2 separate regions of the Sus scrofa genome follow, and region 2 is linked to region 1. A link is a contact called in public Hi-C data. All regions are on one chromosome and are shown on one strand. The core of a region is the stretch at or near the end of the contact, and the rest is flanking DNA. Distances in the headings are between cores, read along the strand shown.

Region 1 (2,962 bases), core at 183-2,682:
CATACACAGAACCAAAGACTTTTTCACGCAGACTCTCAGTACAGAACTAACAGAATTCCATGTCAAACTTTATGGCTCTTTGAAATCTAATGCACACAAAAACCAATTTCTCGAAAAACTACCATCTTACAGGGAACCTGGACCCAGGCCTGAGTTCTCAAGAAGAGACCAATTCCTCAGGCCTTGCCCAGGTCACTGCCCCCAGCTGAGCCGGAGTGACCGCAGTAGGCAGAACTTCAATCCACCCTCAATGGATGGAGACCCCTTCCTGTTGCCAGCCAGCCCACCTGCTCCCACAAAAAAACCTGTTGCTGTTCAAGTCTTGCGAAATTCGAAAACGAATGTCTCATGAAAGTTGACGTTAGGAGCTTTAAAGAGTGGAGGAATACGCGGGATCTCAGCAAGGGCGGCACTGTGCCCTCCGAGCTTGCAGCTACCGCCTGGGGCAACCCAGGCCCCCAGATCCCGGGCACTCGCAGCCGCCGGCCGGACTCCAGGCCGCGCGTCCATTTTGCAGCAGGTCCGTCAGACAGACCAGGAGGGGAGAGGAACCTGCGGTCCCCGGGGCCCAGACCCCCACCGGGGCCCCGGCCCCAGCCCGGCTCCAACTTCAGCTCCTGGCCCGCAGAGACCCCAGATCCCAACCCCGGCCCAAACGCAGATTCCAGACTCGGACTCGGCCCCGGGCTCCAGACTCAGACCCAGGCCCGGACCCCAGACCACCCGCCCACTCCAGACTCCAGTCCAACTCTGACCGCGGACTCCAGATCCCGGCCCACCCTGACCCTGAATTGAAGCGACCCCGGCCGGCCCGGGCTTCCAACCCTGCCCCTGGCCGGCCCGTCGGCCCCTACCGACCCCGGCCAGCCCGCCCGCCCTCTCAGCGGGCCGCACCTTGACGTGGAAGCGGATGAGCGCCAGGCGGATGCAGTGCGCCATGCAGACGGGTGGCAGGAACCAGACCTTGGGCGGCGGGGTGCCCTTGTTCTGGACATGGCTGACGATCTGCTGCGCCGTCTGGCGCTCGTTGCCCTGCCGCTTGACCCATTCGTGCAGCCGCGCCTTCTCGAGCGCGCCGTTGAAGAAGACGAAGAGCTCGATGTTGCCGCCGAAGCAGGCCTTGGCTAGCGCGGCCAGGTAGCCGAGCATGTGGTTCCACTGGCCGCCGCTCACCCAGTCGGTGTAGAAGCCGCCGTAGAGGCGGTGCAGGCAGTTGTCGGCGTCCACCAGCAGGCGCAGCGGCGTGTGCGGGGGCCGCTGCCGCCCGCCGCCCACCAGGCTGCCCCGGGCCAGCTTCTGCAGCTCCACCGGCACCACGGCGCTCGGGCAGTGCTTCTCGATGTAGTCCTGGAAGCCCTGCACGCCCATGGCGGCGGCGGCGGCGGGCGCGGGGCGGCGGGGCGGCGGGGCCGGGGGCGGCGGGGCCGTGGCGCGAGCCGGGGCCGGGGCCGGGGGCGGGCTCTAGGGGGGGCCGGGCCGGGCCGCGGGCGCGCTCATGGCCGCTGCGGCCGCCATGTGCTGCCGCCTCCCAGGGCCATGGCGGGGAGGGACCTGCGCCGTGCGCCGCTCCAGGCCCAGGCCAGGCGGAGGCGGCCTCGCGCGGGCGGCGGCGGCGGCAGCGGCGGGGCGGGGCGGGGCGGGGCGGCGACGGCTGACGTCCGCGGGCCGGCGGAAGAGGCGGTGCCGCGGGGCGGGGCGGGCAGCCGGAGCCTGAGACCCCTACCCACACGATCCCCGGCCCGCGGGAGGGGCGCCCGGCCCAGGCGGTGCGCGGGGTCTGCGCGAGCTTCCGGGAGGCCTCGGGGCGGCGGCCTCACCTCCTCCGCTTTATGACCCCTAGAGCTGTCACCGGGGAAGCCTCCTCGCATCCCTGGGGTACGGTCACCCCAGACGGTCTTGTCCGCGGAAGCCAGTCGGACAATCCCTTTCCCGGCCCCGCTGCGAACCGCTCACCCCGAGGAGGCCACGTTGTGTCCTCGGGATCCGATCACCCTGAAGAGTTCTCATCCTGAAAGCTGGTCGCCTCGAGGAGGAGGCCCGGCCCGTCGCCGATGGCCATAAGAAAGCCCCATTGTCATCCCCTGCGCCGGTCATTCCAAGGAGGCCCTCTCGCGCCCCCGTGGACTGGTCACCCAGAGAAGGCCCCTTCCCGTCTCCAGGAGTCAGTCACCTGAGGAATCCGCGTCCATCCCCAGGAGCTGGTCACCCCGAGGAGACCTCAGCCTGACCTTGGGGTATCATCCCCTCAAGGAAGCCACATCCAGTCCCTTGAGAGACGGTCACCAGAGGAGGTCTCATCCCTGGGGTGTGGCCACCCCAAGAGTCTCGTCCTGGTCCCAGGGGCAGTCACCCAAAGGTGGGACCGGTGCCCTGGCGGAGGTGGCTGCAGACTGAAGAGTAGGCAGGCAGTAGACGTCGGGGTGCATCTGGGAGGGAGGATGGTGAGCAGAAGCCATTTGTCCCAAATGGAGAAAGGAACTAGACTGTGTGCTGGGTGTAGTCACCAAGTTTTAGAAATGATCTCCTGCTCTCTCAGCTTTAATCGCATTGGTATCTTTAATTAACTTAGAAAATAACTCTCCAGACTTGCAGTTGTTCATAAGGAGTGGAGTCCTAATTCTGAGAAAGTTAGAAAGGTGGCAGATTGACCCCACGACTCGCTGGGATTACTGCTTTTCTGGGAGAAATAGGGCTGCGTTGTAAGCGGAGACCCTCACTGGAGCTCCCTTTTAGGGAGTAGATAGAGTTCCTTAACAGGTAGTTCTGACTCTGACCCCCTCAAAGTGGTTTCACTACCTGAGGCTCCCCTTTATCATTTTCCCACCAGTGACAGGTTTCATGGACCAGACCCTGAAATAGCAGACACTCTATAATGTAGTAGACCAGTGGCCTTAGTGTCAGATAATCACTGAGGAGACTTTAAAAGCAATAGGTCTGTTACAGCCTGCGAAATGCCTCCTTG
Region 2 (2,962 bases), core at 199-2,698, 120 kb before region 1:
TATATATATATTTTTTTTAATTTAATGTTTTAAAATTAAATGTTTTAAATTAATGTTTTAAAATTTTATGGTCACACCTGCACATATGGAAGTTCCTGAGCCAGGAAGTGAATTTGAACAACAGGTGGGACCTATGCCAACCCACTGGGCGGGGCTGGGGCTTGAACCCACACCTCTGCAGCAATCCCAGTTGCTTCAGTCGGATTCTTAACCCAGTGGGCCACAGCAGGAACTCCTATTATATTTTTAAAAGTTACTACAAGCATATTACTTTTGAAACAGAAAAAAAGCTATTTAAAAAAAATTTTTTTATTACTCCAACGAATTTATCACATCTGTTAAGAAGCTATTTTTTTAAAGGAAAAGAAGCTGTTGCCCCAGGAGAGTGTACATTGTCGTAGGGGCAACGACAGGATCAGAATCTGGTCCTGAGCCTTGGGAACAGTTCACTTTTGAGAATGCCACTCAGGCCATCCCCTGCAATCCTAGCGATGTGGGAAGGACCGGCCAGAGTGTCCCCAAGTAAGTGTGGCCTCCCTCTGCCTCATGCCCAGGTCTGCACCTCTGTCCTTCTCCCCTCTCCAAAATACTGAGCCGTTCTCCATGAAGACAAGGAAATGTGCGGGGTGGGGTTGGGGGTGGTGCTGGTTCATAGCAGGGAGGCATCGCTGGCATCTAGGGGTAGAGGCAGGTGGCACTGAGAACACAACCTTCCCTGGAGAGACCGTCCCACGGAGAAAACTTGCCAGGCGTTTGCAGTGGACACTGGATTAAAACGTGCTGCCGGCACAGACTGGGTGAGCCCTGTGGGGAGTCCTCACCAGAACTGTGGTCTCTGTAAGACGTTCTGCTTCCCACTGCCTCTCACGACGAGGGAGTGTAAAGGCGGGGGGCCACGGTGGCCCTTGGTGCAGTGGACCTGAGCGTGACATGAACACAGAGGAGCCTACGTCCCAACACACCTGACCACAAGGGTCAGGGAAGAGAGGTCTTGGTTTTGCCTTTGTTTCCTCCAAATTCAGAGCCACAGCCTGAAGGAGCGGAAGTTAAGGGCATTTGGCGTCTGCATACCTGCCGGGAGCAGGAAAACTGCCAGGGTTTGCGTACCAACAGACCGGCTCAGGCACTAGGGACGGTGGTCAGTCCCACAGAAGCGCAGGGTCCTGGGCTACAGGGTTACGCGGCGTGCGCGCCCAGCCCTGGCACAGGCGGGGTTTTCTGCCGTCGGGCTCCGGGGAACGAAGAACTTGAGCGGTGATCGTGGGGAAACCCTGGCCCACTCCCCTTGGCCCTCGCGGTCCCCGGGAACCCGGAAGGCGCTCTGCGCGTGGAATTCGGCTCCAGCCGCCCTCAGTGTGGACGCCAAAGCGGCCCTGGCCGACCTCCCCCGACCGCTTCGGGCCTGGGCTGCGCCGTAGCTCAGGACGCGACGGAACGCGGGCCTGGGGATGGGAGGGGAGAGTGCGCGCGCACCCCGGCAGGGCGGGAACGGGCCGCCCCGCGCAAGGCCCCGCCCCGCCCCACGCAGGGCCGGAAGCGCGCTCCCCAGGCGCGCCCTCCTCCGCCTGGAGGCCGGGCCGGCGGGGCCCAGAGGCGGCTGTCCCCTCTCCGCCCCCGGGTTCCGCGCCGTTGGCGGAGAGCGCGCGCCCGCAGTCCTTGCATCCGTGATACCACATCTTCTGACACCCCACCTCATCTTTCCCGCGTGGCCCACTCCCCTCCCGCGCACCCCACCCCCTTGCACTGCCCGATGACGCGGTTTCCTAGGAGCTGGGCAGGCCAGGAGGAGGGGATTGCTGGACCAAAGGGCTCCTCCAAGGCTGAGTGTGGGCTCTAATTGGCTCGGATTCTGTCATAACCGCTCACTAGCAGTGTGGCCTCCAATAAGTTAAAAATCATCTTTGGTGGTAATAATAGTGTCATCCTGAGAGCATTGCTGTGAGCATTAAATGAGCTAAAACACCTAGAACAGTGCTTCTAAAAAAGCATGTCCTATCTTAGGGTATCATCATTAAAGGTGTCATTAGCACATGAAACACAAAGGATGCTCACAAAATAACCAATAAAATATATTCAATGCTCACCTTTCACCCCTCTCCTGTGCAAAGGACTCAGAACTCAATGATGTAAAAACACAGGGAAATGAGGAAGAGATCAATTTGCCATGCCCAAGAATTCCTAAGAATTTACTAGCTACTCAAGCATGACTCCCCACTCCTTGATTAATTAAGGGCTGCACATGGAAAGCACAGTATGCAAAGGAGCAGGGGCCAGCAACTTTACAGGGAAGAGAGCTGACCAACAGACTCAGCAGATGATCAAGGCTGCCATCAAGGTGTTAAGGCAAGTTAATTTTATCTAGCCTACCCCAGCTCATTCCTGAAAAAAAATTAGACAAATCACAGCTGAAGGACAGTCAACAAAATATCTGACCAAGACTGTCACAAGATCATCAAAAACAAGGAAAGTCTGAGAAACTGTCACAACAAAGAGCCTAAAGAGCCATGACAACTAAATATACATGGTAGATCCTACAACAAAAAAGGACATTAGGTAAAAACCTAAATAAATCTGAATATGGTATGGTTCTTGTTTTTTTTTTTTTTTTAAGTGGTTTAATCAAGATAGAATGTATTTCTTGTTTTTTTTGTGTTTTTTTTTTTTTTTTTTTTTTTTTGCTTTTTAGGGCCAAACCCTCAGCACATGGAGGCTCTCAGGCTAGGGGTCAAATTGGAGCTGCAGTTGCTGGCCTATGCCACAGCCACAGCAAAGCGGGATCTGAGCTGTGTCTGTGACCTACACCACACCTCATGGTAATGCCAGATCACCGAACCACTGAGTGAGGCCAGGGATTGAACCCGTATCCTCAAGGATTCTAGTTGGATTTGTTTCCACTGAGCCACAACGGGAACTCCTAAATGTCTATTTCTAAGTCTGCTCAATAAGAGAAAGTCTTTCTTTC

Evidence for each region. A called contact is a pair of places that touch in the nucleus more often than the background predicts.
Region 2: a contact with region 1 is called in a Hi-C map of alveolar macrophages, with 2.4 times the contacts expected there. A contact is called at or near these places in 1 of 5 promoter capture datasets (liver), 4 of 47 Hi-C or Micro-C datasets (alveolar macrophages, heart right ventricle, liver and 1 more) and 2 of 2 datasets of targeted methods (alveolar macrophages and skeletal muscle).

The regions. Positions count from the first base shown.
Region 1 is chr3:42,860,064-42,863,025 of Sscrofa11.1, reverse strand. FAM120A (constitutive coactivator of PPAR-gamma-like protein 1) reads right to left here and starts at 1,432. Exons shown (of 19, transcript XM_021088177.1): 1 at 895-1,432. The coding sequence starts at 1,368. LOC102158199 (a long non-coding RNA gene) reads left to right here and starts at 1,665. Exons shown (of 2, transcript XR_302257.2): 1 at 1,665-2,356.
Region 2 is chr3:42,975,272-42,978,233 of Sscrofa11.1, reverse strand. No RefSeq gene overlaps it. Among named protein-coding and RNA genes, the nearest start is that of PHF2, 12 kb to the left of the region's middle.